Linked DNA regions of Mus musculus: region 1 is linked to region 2. A link is a contact called in public HiChIP or PLAC-seq data. All regions are on one chromosome and are shown on one strand. Each heading gives the region's core, a stretch centred on a gene start, on an enhancer-like site or on the middle of the called end of the contact. The rest is flanking DNA. Distances are from core to core; before and after follow the strand shown. Region 1 holds the start of Ppp1r1a (protein phosphatase 1, regulatory inhibitor subunit 1A). Region 2 has its middle 21 kb from the start of Itga5.

What was found. HiChIP or PLAC-seq counts read pairs in DNA pulled down with a chosen protein or histone mark.
Region 1: a contact with region 2 is called in an H3K4me3 HiChIP or PLAC-seq map of bone marrow-derived macrophages, with 2.2 times the contacts expected there. The contact joins the promoter of Ppp1r1a here to the enhancer-like site in region 2. A contact is called at or near these places in 2 of 39 promoter capture datasets (cranial neural crest and frontonasal cranial neural crest), 1 of 484 Hi-C or Micro-C datasets (bone marrow-derived dendritic cells), 3 of 115 datasets of contacts at active chromatin or transcription factors (bone marrow-derived macrophages, embryonic stem cells and extraembryonic endoderm stem cells) and 1 of 9 other capture datasets (liver).

The regions. Positions count from the first base shown.
Region 1 is chr15:103,535,386-103,541,374 of GRCm38.p6, reverse strand. It overlaps Ppp1r1a (protein phosphatase 1, regulatory inhibitor subunit 1A), which reads left to right and starts at 3,383. Exons shown (of 7, transcript NM_021391.3): 1 at 3,383-3,580. The coding sequence starts at 3,497.
Region 2 is chr15:103,384,481-103,391,196 of GRCm38.p6, reverse strand. No RefSeq gene overlaps it. Among named protein-coding and RNA genes, the nearest start is that of Itga5, 21 kb to the right of the region's middle. Within about 2 kb of position 2,471, at least 6 of the 459 cell types and tissues checked have an H3K27ac peak or open chromatin away from gene starts, as enhancers often do. A contact at or near this core is called in bone marrow-derived macrophages, where this site is marked.

The DNA of each region.
Region 1 (5,989 bases), core at 2,134-4,633, 150 kb before region 2:
ATCTTTAGATGTGGGAAGCCTGCAGAATCACAGTCTCCAGAATGGTACCCACTACTCTTCTCCAACATTCCTACTTCACAGGACTAGATTCTTAACAACTCTGGATTTTTCCAAAAGAGCAAAGTCACTCCATAGGTCAGAAGCCATGGTGAGGATGTTCAGAGTATAGGCCACAAGCTCTGAAGTGGTTCCAAAAGAGGTTCTAGAAAGGTTTAAGAAACAGCAGCACCTAGCATGAGCACATGGCTTCCCAAGAAACCATGCAGATGGGCTTGTTGCTCCTTTGGGGGTGAAAAGCAGCTGCTAGCCTTCCTTCTGCAGAACTGTACAAGCAAGTGTGTACAAACAACTGTGTGGACAAGTGTGCAAGCACCATGCACTCCACCCCCCCCCCAGGAGTGCACTTTGCTGCCTGACCAAGCCAAAGTGTCTGGAAGCTGAAGGCAAGGTCCTTCCCTCTCACCCTGACCCTGTGACTTCCTGGCTGAGGCTTGCTCACCTTAGACCGAACATTAGAACAGGAAGCTATCTGCAGGCTGCCTTGACTCCCAAAAGGGAGCAGAGTGATCCCAGAGCCACCCAGGGCACTGGTAGCAGAGGAAGGTTTTGAACTTGACCTCCCAAATTCCAGCCTAGGTGGCTCCATTTCTCTACAGCACCCTGGTTGACCACCACCACCCCACACACACACACACACACACACACACACACACACAGGCTTAGTTGTGGGGATTGGTGAAATTAACACTGAAGTTAATGGAGCAAGGAGGGTAGATCAGCAAAAACAAGGTGCAGTCCATTAACCTGGAAGACTACAAACAGCAGGGAGAGTGGATCATTAGGTAATGGCATCACCAAGTCACATCCCTATAACTTTAAATATTCATAAGCCATAAGGGTGCCCTAGAGTAGTTATGGCTCTGCCACCTGGGCTGCAGCAGAGGGGTGACCACTTGGCCACTGCTCACATAGACACATTTGAAAAGGGAAAGAAACAGGTTCACTCTTACTCTCCAGGCAGGCACAGGCCTCTGCAACTCTCCAGACCTGTGTATGCAATCCTCTCTGCTTCCCACATGCGTAACAGGTGCTCACAGCTACTCACTCAGCTCAGGGCATAAATAAAGGTCAAAACGACATGCACACACCATCACAGTCACCCCTCCACTTGGCCTGCAAAAGCTGTGCTGGGGCCCATTCCACCTCCCACCTGCCAGTCAGCCCTTTATCCTTGTGCCAGGTAGTTATCTTTCCACGGGCTCTCTTCTCTAACCACCACCTCTCCCAACCCACTATATTCAACCACCACTCCTCTCCAGCTGCTCTCAAGACCCCTCTTTTCATCTCCCCTAAGTATCTCTTGGCCCCCACCTAGCCTGGAACTTTCAGATCAAGGAAAGTCAGAATCTGGGGGGTTGAGAAGGGAATCCCAGGGCTGAAATTTGAGAGAAATAAAGGAACATGGAAGAAATCTAAGCAAACTGGACTACCCCATAATAGTGGAATCTCATAACAGCCCAAATAGAGAAGCCTTCAAGCTGGAATTCTACATGAAACAAGCCAGTATTCCCCCCAGCACTACCTTAGATGTGGCCTGCCTCTGTGTCAGGTCCCTTGCTCCACGGATCCTCAGCTATGAAACATGGAAATTCTAACACTACAAAGAAGATGGGGGCTGAGCTCCTGAATCAGGGGTGGGGACTGTCCCTTCAGGTCATCCAGGCCTGGCCAAGAGGATAGAGAATGTCCCTCTCTAGAAGCACTATGCCCCTAAGTGTATGTGTGGGAGGGAGAAGCAAAGAGAAGGAAAATAATGGCCCAGCCCTAAGACACCGTCTGCCCTGTCTCCCATATTATTGATTCATCACCTCTCCGTGCACATTGCACTGGGATGTGGGTAAACAGACATTGGGATCCAGGGACACTGAACATTTTCCCTACTATCCAAACAGAGCAAAAAGGCTGGGAGAAGCATTCCCAGAGTCCCATTACTTCAACAGCAAATGGAGGAGCAACTGGCTATAGAACCTTCAGGGCTGCTGAGTGGCTGCAACCTGGCCTTGCCCTGGAGAAAGCTGAGCCTGTCTGCTGTGTAAAAGGATCCCTAGGGGAGGAAGGGGGTGAGGGTGGGGCTATTTTTGGAGGGAAGAGGGGAAGGGGCCATGGAAAACACACCAGAGAACTCCAGACTGAGGTTTAAAGCTGCCCCCTAGAGTGGGGGATGACCAAGGCCCCATTCCCCTGGAGCCAAGCTTAAACCTAGATAGACCCTGCCCTCTGTTCAGTTTAAGACTACAAAGAAACTGATCTCCCCGTACTTCCATACCCCCCCTTCAGCACTATAGGCCTTCTCCTTCTCTATCTCAGTTCCACTGTGCCTCCTGAATACATTAGGAACCCTTCCACCTCTCCAGCACCCACCTCTCTCTGTCTAGTGACCCTAACCCTAGTACAGAGCACTTCAGTTCCTATGAATATCCTGTCGCCTTCACTGGTTAGTACCGAGTGGCATGTTGATCCCATACCAACCCAGTAAGTTCTTCTAGTAGTCTAACTTCCATGCCAATAGTCACGACAGAGCAGGGCAGAGCATTTTCATTGTCCTGCCAACAGTGAAAGTGGACACCAGCCATCTGTAAACAGGCCACCCCGGTGGGGTGTCCTCCACTCCCCATCCCCATCCCTGTAATCCCCTTAAAGGCCTTTCACCTACTTTGCAGCTCACAATGTAGCAAGCAGAAAGTGAAATCTATTTCACAAGCAGGATTGGCTTTCACCTCCATGGCTTCTTCTTTACCCTAAATGGCCCTCTCCCCAAGCCCTTGGTCCACTCACACTCCAAAGAGTCTTACTCTGCCGACTCTCTGAGAGCTTCCCCTCTTCTCTCTCTTGTCCAGGAGTGTTCCCTGAACAGTAGCCAAAGCTCGCACCTGCCCTCAAAGTTTTCACATCCACTCTAGTAATTGGCCTCAAGGGGAAGTTCCCTCCCAGTCTAACTTTAATCCCTCCTGCTGTGTACCTAAATCTCCTTTCAATCTTTTCTCTTTGTGAAATCTCCTTTAGATCATAAACATAATCTACCTCTGGAGCTGTGTCCTTTCTTTTTTCCAGACCATGAAACCTGCACCAGCTTGAAGAAGTTCTTGATAAAACCTTTCCACACCCACCCCCTGCCCAGAATTCTAAAATACCTGGATGCCGGCCCGCGGGTGGTCTAGGACAGCGACCAACCGGGGTCTGGATCCTTAGCTTGAGGGGCGGCGACCTGCACAGCCGCCAGCACAGCCACGACGGGGTTAAGGCTCGGGACTGGGGGAGGAGGGGGCCGGGAGGGACGGTGACGAGCCAATCCGCAACAACACAGTCCCCAAGCGGAGCGGGGCGCGCCGAGCCAGGAGCTGCAAGCCGAGCGCCGGGCTGGGGCCAGGGCCGGAGCGCAACAGAGAGGGAGCGCGCCCGCCCCAGCCCGAGGTCCGCCGCTGCCTGACCGGGAGCCATGGAGCCCGACAACAGCCCACGGAAGATCCAGTTTACGGTCCCGCTGCTGGAGCCTCACCTGGACCCGGAGGCGGCGGAGCAGGTACAGGCAGGGCGGGGCAGCAGGACTCGGCGAAGGACTGGGGACCTGGCCGTGAGACTTGAATCCCTGCCTTGCCCCAGCGCGGCACCACACCTCTTCAGGAACGCACTCGCCCAGTTTATGGGGGTCTCCATACCCTCCCCCAACAGCGAGGCCACACCTCGGTCACCAGTATGGGTCCCTGTGGCGGGTGTCTCCAAGAGCATCGTTCACTCCCAGCCCAGCCATAGGGACACGACCCCTCCTCCCTCACTGGCGACCTTACAGCCCCTCACACCCAGTCAACCCCCAGAGTTTCCCGGCTAAGTGGCATTGGTAAGCTGAAGGGTACTGCCGGGAGGATGTTGCGGGCGGGGGGCGGCGAGTGAGCAGAAGAGACAGCTCTCCTCCCCTCCGTGTCATCTGGAGGCTGAGTGTGGCACCCAAAGGGATGAGAACAGCTATGGAGGAGTTTTAGAGCAAGGACGGGGGAGGGTGGAGGGGTCTGCAAGCTGATGTTCCCTTCTGCAAGTCAGAGCACGTGGGACCTGGGTATAACTCTGCCCTATGGAGTAGGGAGTGGGGGTGAGATGCGGGGCGCAGCGCGGCGATCTGGAGCGTCTGGGCCTGGGGTCCAAGCTTAGCCACGAGCAAGCCACCAAGAAAGCTTGGCTCATCGGGTGGGAGTGCAGGGCCCTGGCCCAGCCTCCTGGCCTGGCCTATTTTTAGCTCTGAGCAGCCTGGCAGAGGCGGCAGTGTGTGAGTGAGCAGTGTGTGTCAGCGTCAGTGAGCGTATGGAAGGGGCTACTATCTGCAGCCTGCCTTCTTTTGCATTCCCTGGATTGTGAAGACCATCCCTCCCCAAGAGCATCCAGCTCCCCAGGACTCCTGCCCCCAGCCACTCACTGTCAAGCTCTCCACCTGAAAGAATCAGACCTCTGGGGATGAGCAGGAGAAAAAGGTTTCCACATTGCTAGAGCCGATTCATAGAATTGGGTGTGGATGAAAAGGGACCCAGCAGGTGTACACTTTGAAACTTCTACTTCTCAGATCCAGGGAGGAGCAGGTACCCAGCTTCTCCTCTCCCTACCTGGGGACCAAGGGGCTGGAGAGGGAGTTTGAGACCTCACACACATGAGATGAGGAGAATGAAGACTGTTTCTATGGACTATGCCTATGCCCAGAAACAGCAGATTGGCTCAGACGACTTTTGAAACAGGAAAGCAGGCCCAGAAGTGGAGACTGTGGGAGCCAGAGGTTCTGAGATCTGCCTCCCAATGGCAGACAGGACCTGACACCTGCTTCTGTTTGGTGTCAAAGGGGTTTGAAGGGGCTGGTGAGATGGCTCAGTGGGTTAGAGCACCCGACTGCTCTTCCGAAGGTCCAGAGTTCAAATCCCAGCAACCACATGGTGGCTCACAACCATCCGTAACAAGATCTGACTCCCTCTTCTGGAGTGTCTGAAGACAGCTACAGTGTACTTACATATAATAAATAAATAAATCTAAAAAAAAAAAAAAAAAGGGGGTTTGAAGGAGGGCTGGCCAGCTGGTTTACAGAGCTGGGGACAAGGGAACACAAGAGGGCACATGACAGTGTTGGGGAGTCAAAGTGAGAGAAAAGCTGGGACTCTGTCTGCTCTTTTCTAGTCTTCAGAAATCTGTCTCCTGGCTCTGAAAGTTTGCCCCGGTTCTTCCTGCTGTTACCAAGTATGTAGGCAAAAGCACCAAACATAGCAGGAGCTCCTACCCCAACTTCCATGGGGTGGAAGTGGGAGGGTGAAGAAAAAGTGGGAAGCTAAGTGTACAGCAGAGTGTGGGGACAGCCCTCCTCCACAACCTTCAGATGTCCTTGAGAGCTAGGTTAGGTAGGGGCAGAAACAGAAAAGAGCCATCTCTCTTGGGATCCAGGGAGTCTCCTCCTGCCTCCTGCCTCCTGCCTCCTGCCTCCTGCCTCCTGCCTCCTGCCTCCTGCCTCCTGCCTCCTGCCTCCTGCCTCAACACCACAATTCTCAAAGACTCAGAGTGCTTCAAATCCCTGTCTGGGGTTGGGGGTTGGGGGAGTCTGTTAAGTAAGGTAAGTAAGAGTCTGTCCAACCTCAGAGCCCTGCTGACCTTTGGTCATGGGCTCCTTGGGTTCCCAATACAGGTACTGCATCAAGTCACTGATACCCCTTCCACAGTCTCAGTCACTTCCACTACTCTCCAGTGGCAACCCCACCCCCACCAAAACAGAAAGAAAGTAAGGGATCAAAGGGATGGTCCCACTCCCACATACACGAAGCATCTTGTACCAGGAGCAGCCAGAGACAATTCACATTCAGTATTCACACACACACACACACACACAGAGGTCTGGCTCTGCTGGGACCTTGAAATGTCACTAAAAGCAGATGCCACTAGTTTTCCCTGAAGCAAGAAGTCACTCTGT
Region 2 (6,716 bases), core at 1,222-3,721:
GAAAGACCAAGAAGTTCAGTACCACCTATAACTCCAGTTTAGGGGTTTCTGTACCTCTGGTATCCCCAAACACTAGAGCTCCTGAACACAGGCCTATACACATGAGTAATTTAAAAAAAAATGTTTTTAAAGTTAAGATACTGGAAACTGAAGGAGGACTTAACAGTAGCAGCACTGGCTTATATACCAGAGAACCTGGGTTTGACTCCTGGCACCCACATGGTGGCTACTAACTATAATTCCAGATCCAACACCTTCTTTTGGCCTCCTGGAGCACCAGGCATGAAAGTGCTACACATCTTCAATACCAGCCCTTAGGAGGCAGGAGTAGGCAGATCTTTGAATTTGAGGCCAGCCTGGTCCAGGAGAGCCAGGACTACATAGAGAATCCCTGTCTCAAAAAAATCAAAAAAGTGGTGCACAGATGTAAGTGCAGGCAAAATGCCTTTAACACATAATTTTAGTACTGGTTGTCTGGGAAATCACTATGTAACCAGGCTGGCTTTGAACTCAAATACTTTTTTTTTTAATTTTATGAAAAATCCACAGACTAAGAATTACAAGTAAACAGTATAGTGTAGTAGTGATTAAAGATAGAAGACCTGAAGACCATGAATTCCTAGTCCCCCTGCCTCCACCTCTATAGTGCTGACATTACAGGAGTAAGACACAATACCTGGTTTATGTGGTGGTAGGGATTGAACCCATCCCTACTTCAACAATAAAGGATTTATTTCAGAACTCCTAACTCACAAATGACTTTCCCTTCTGAAGATGCAACCCAGTTTCATGGACAATCCAGTTTCCATTAACTAAATGACTTAATGGGACCTAGTGGTGTTAATCTCTGCTAAATGAACAGGGACCATGAACAGTAGACAGCACCTCCAGTTCCCTATATTTGAATCAGGTAGAGAGCCAATGAAGGTAATACCTTCTTCCTACCCAAGGAGGCTTGTGGTTTGTTTCATCTACCCAACTGCTTCCTGTTGGCAGTAGGAGGATGTAATTGTATGATAGATACTTTTTTGGATTTTATTTGGAGCTCCTGGCTGATAACTTTCCACCACCACCACTACCCATCAAAGGAAAGCTATAAAAATTATAATTTTCCCCCAAAGCAGGTCATAGGAACTGTAGTCTTTCCCTACCTTTCTGTCCTAGAGCTAGACATGAAGAAATTCTCTGACCTGCCCTTTACGTCATTCCAGAAATGTCTGCCCAAACCCAGAAGGAGGAATGTTGTATGGAGGTCAAGAAGACTGCAAAAGCAGACAGGCCTTCATGAGTGTCTCACCTGGTCTTGTTAGGGTTGGAAACACATAAGTCTTCATAAGACCACACAGGATGGGACTTGGAGAACTTGGGTAGTAGCTGATCAGATTTCTGGAAGATAACAGACCTGGAGAATAGTATGTAACACCCAGGACATGGAAACTTGTTAGCCCTTCAACTGTGCTTCACTCTCCTGCACATCTCTCTGTATTCTTTTATATTCTTTATGACAAACTAGTAAATGTGTTTCCTAGAGGTTGGGGAGCCACCCAGGCACATTAACCCAGAAATGGGGGTTGTAGGAATCTTACTTTGTAGGCAGTTGGTCAAAAAAACAAAAAAAAACAAAAAAAAAACAGCCAAAGGAATTATCTGATACTATTTCCTAATAACATCCAAATTAAATTGAATTAGGCTACATACCCAGTGCCTCTGAATGTCTTGCTTACTTTGTGGAGAATAAACACACACACACACACACACACAATGCTCTGTATTGTTTTGAGTTTGTTTTCCCAAAGTTGACTCCAGTCACCCTGGGGACCCTGAATCAAGGAACTGTGAAACACTTTATCCAGCCTTAGGAGGAAAAAAAAAAAAGTTTTCATTGGAAAAAGGCAACCTGTAAGGGGAAAAATACATGAAGTCTCCCTGAAAAGATAACTCACGAGAGAAAAAAAATCACCTCAACTAAAAGGAAGAATTTAACTCTGTAACAAAGGTGAAGTTCTGGGATGAAGAGACGGCTCTGGTTACTCTTAAGATTTATTTATTTATATGTAAGTACACTGTAGCTGTCTTCAGACACTCCAGAAGAGGGAGTCAGATCTCGTTAGGATGGTTGTGAGCCACCATGTGGTTGCTGGGATTTGAACTCCAGACCTTCGGAAGAGCAGTCGGGTGCTCTTACTCACTGAGCCATCTCACCAGCCCCAGAACTCAGATTTGAGTCCTACCACCCACATGGTGGTTCACAACCATCTGTAACTTCAGTTCCCAGGGGTTGGGTACCCTATTCTGACTTCTAAGGCCACTAAGCACTCATGTGGTACACACACATACATGCAAATGAAACATGTAAGATAAGTTTTAAAATCTTTAAAAAAAAAAAAAAAGTTCCAATGAGACATGGCTGTGGAGCTCCATGGTGTCCAGCAGGTGGCATTCAAATCTAAGTGGCCTGAGAGAGGCATAAGCAGGGTACTCTTGAGGTTTTGCAGTATGTTCGTCCTAACACACCCATACCTCCTTTTTCTTCCTTCCCTTTCTTAGAAATGATGCCCTGTTAGGCTGGGCTGGGCCAGAGCTTAGTTGGTAGAGCTTTTGTTTCACATACATAAAGCCTTGGGTTCAATCCCCAGCACCCCATAAACTAGACATGATAGCACATATCTGTAATCCTAGCACTTGGGAGATGAGGGAAGATAAAAGTTAAGGTTGTCTTTGGCTAAATAACAAGCTGGAGGCTAGCCTAGGATATGTGAAATCTTGTATTTAAAAGAGGGACAAAACAGGGAGGGAGAGAAGGGCAAAGAGAAATTGGAATACATACCATAAGACCTGTCAGCTTCTGGTATCTAGCTAAGGAAGCACCAGGGACACCAAGAAAATCTGGGAAAGTCAGGCTTAGTGAAACATGCATGCAATCCCAGCATTTGAGAAGTAGAGACATAAGGATCTGGAGTTCAAGACCAGTTTAAGCTATGTGAGACTCAAAAAGGGCCAGTGAGTAAAAGGCACTTGCTGCCAAACCTGGAAGGCTGAATTTGATCCCTGGGACACGCATGTTCGAAGAAGAGAACCTATTCCCACAGGTTGTCCGCTGATCTCCATACAGTGTGCCATGGTATCCCTACACCCACATGTATACATACATGCATGTACACAAAAATTCAGTATTTTTTTAATCTGGGGCTGGACTGACGGTTCGATGGTTCTTAATTGAGGACCTGGGTCCAGCTCCCCTCATGATAGCTCACAACCATTTTTAACCCAGTTCTAGGAGATCTGATACTTCTAAACTGTGGGTACCAGCCATAGAGAATTTTGGAAAGCTTTCCTAAGCACAGACTCTGGGCTGTCCACAGATTCTAGATTAGCAGTGAGGTAATCTCTCACCTGACAATCAGGAAATGCCTGCATATTTTTTTTTTAATTTGGTGGGGAGAAGGGAGGCAGTGCGTGAGTTCCCCAGCAAAAGCCAGTATCTTTTTTTTCTCCATTTTTTTTTTTGTACGGGGTACACACATGCCATGGTGCACATGAGGAAGTCAGATGACAACTTGTAGGAATCAGTTTTCTCCTTCCACTATGTGGGTCCTAAGGTTTGAACGAAGGCTATCAGGCTTGGCAACAATGTGCCTTTACCTGTTTAGCTGTCTCACAACCTTCAATGCCAAGATATTTTAATTGATTAAAAATAGCATACAGATAGCTGGGTGGTGGTGGTGCACAACTTTAATGCCAGCACTCAGGAGGCAGAGGCTGGTGGATCTCTGTGAGGTCAAGGCCATCCTGGTCTACATAGAAAGTACCATGACAGACAAGGAAACCCTATCTCCAAAAAGGAGGAGGAGGATGGAAGGAGGAAGGGAGGAGCTAGAGAGATGACTTGGTGGTTATAAGAGCACTGGCTGCTCTTCCAGAGGTAATGAGTTCAATTCCCAGAAACCACATAGTGGCTCACAACCATCCATAGTGGAATCTGATGCCATCTTCTGGTGTGTCTGAAGACAGCAATAGTGTATTCATATACATAAAATAAATAAATCTTTTTTTAAAAAGAAGTTGCTGGAGAGACAACTCAGTCATTAAGGTGGTTAAGGGCACTGCTTTTCCAGAGGACCTGAGTTCCCAGCACCCACATAACAGCTAACAGCAGCCTGTAACTCCAGCTCCAGAGGATCCAACACAAAACACTAATGCACATAAAATAAAAATAAATTATTAAGAAGAGGAAGAGGAAGAAGAAGCCTACCCCATGTTAAGTGTTGAGAACAGAGTTCAGAGAGAATCCAGTATGATAAGAAACAGTACCTGTGAGCACCCTGGGAAATCTTCAGCCTCAAGGAAAAAATATATTCAGAATGATTAATGATTTTCTCATTCAGTGTCAAGGGGAATGTCAGTTTTACCAGTCATTTCTCCCAGCTGTTTTAGTATGTTCTGATCTTTTCATGGGAGGGGCAGTTGATGCAATAGTTTGAGGCAAAATAAGTTTAAGACATGAGCCTTACTTTCAAGGAATGTATAATCTATACTAGTTATTGGTATAATCAATAAATGTTCTCTCTCAGTATCAATGGGCCAAGAAAAAAAAAAGCAGCTGAAATATAATCTATGTGGTAGGGTGTTTACCTAGAATGGATGAAGCCCTGAGTTAGATCCTCCATTACTAAGTTACTGGTTTTGGTGGCTGTGACCCCAGCATTCAGAAGTGGGAAAATCCAAGTCACAGTCAAAACAGGCAAGGTACTTCCATGATACCTAAGATCCTGACTCAAGTCATTCAAGAGCAGAATAGGCACTTCTGGCTCAGTTTCTCTCAAGAATTTGCATTCAAGATGTCCAATAGGAGTTATATGTGGCACACATCTGTAATTCTAGCATTCTAGAGGCTAAGTCAAGAAGATCACTTCAGGTTCAAGGCCAGCCTAGTCGATCTGGAGAATTCCAACCCAGCCAGAACTAAGAGCTATCTCAACAGCAGGTCTGAGGCTACAGAGATGACTCAGTGGTTAAGAGCCACGGGAAAATGGAAGCAAAGGTAGTATTTACCTTTTAGAACCTGGCTTAGTAGAAGAGGCAAGTTCTGTAACTCATGCTGTGGAATGCTAGGTAAGGATCAGTGATGTCTCTCCTGAGAACTTCTTCACACACATCTGACAACAGTCAGGAAGAGCACATCAGACCTTGGATGGATTTCAGTCTTCTCAGCATTATTGCACAGACAGTATATTAACTTTAATTCCCCCAACAAGTCTTGGGGAAAAGTACAATCTCTGTTTTATAGATTAATATATTGAGAACAAGGACGATGGCATAACTTGACACTTTTCTGTTGTTTTGGTGGTTTTGTGGTTTTGTTTTTTCAAGGCAGACTTTCTATGTAGCCCTGGCTGTCCTGGAACTCTGTAGACCAGGCTAGCCTTGAACTCTGGGATGCCTGACTCTGCCTCCTGAGTGTTGGGATTAAAGAGGTGCACCACCACTGCCAGCCTGGCTTTTAGACAAGAGTATATATCCCAGGTAGGTATGAAACTCTTATTCTACCTCAGCCTCTTGAGTGCTAGGATTCCAGGCATGTATCACTATACCAAGCTGTGGCCTATCTATTTATTAAATTATAGAGTCAGCATTCAAATTCGAGTCTCCTTTCTAATATAACATTTTCTGCACAAAATAAAAACATATTAACAACAATTAAAAAGTTAACATTAAGAACTCTATGTATTGGCTGGAGAGATGGCTCAGCAGTTAAGCGCACTGATTGTTCTTCCAGAGGTCCTGAGTTCAAGTCCTGGCAACCACCTTGTAGCTTGCAACCATCTGTAATGGGATCCAATGCCTTCTTCTGGTGTGTCTGAAGACAGCTACAGTGTACTCATCACATAAAATAAATCTTTTTTAAAAATCCTATGGCGGGGCATGATGACAAATGCCTTTAATCCCAGCACTCCAGAAGTAAGCAGATGGTGGTGAGTTTCAGGACAGCCAGGGCTACATACACCCTGTCTCAAAAGAACAAACAAACAAATCAGCTCATGGGAGTGAAGGCAGATCAGTGGCAGTGGCTCGGTGGCTAAGAGCACTTGCAGCCCTCCCAGAAGACCCATGTTTGTTCCCAACACCCACATGGTAGCTCACAGTCATAACTGTCTGTAACTTCTGTTCCAGGGGATCCTGGCCTTGGTACCAGGTGTGTACATTTGCTGCACATAAACACATGTAGGCAAAACACCTACACACAAAAATCTTTTTTTAAAGAAGTCTATAATTTTTATAAAGTATTTATAGTTGCTTTGGTCACATGTACATTCAGATGCATTCAGTTTCTAAATTTCACAGGAACTCTATAAATAACCTGGATAATTAAGTACTAGACTGTGCAGTCCAGACTGCAAGGGCAGTGCTTGAGAAGAGGACTGCTGACGGTTAAGATGAGCTAAGGACACTTGTGCAGGATTTCAGTAGCCTGGGCAATAGAGATGACTGTGAGTTGTATACCCTGGAATCACGGGAGCAAGGCAAACAGTACATTGGGCGTGTTAGTGAGACAACACTGAGTCCTCTATCCACAGGATGAGCTGAAAAGTAGCTGTCTAACCAGACAGCAGGAAAAAGGGAAGAGGTGGGGGCCTCCATGTCAGTTTATCAGTGTAAAGCCCTGGTAGCAATCAGTGGCCGTCCCTTCTGTCTGTTGAGATGAGGTTTCACTATAC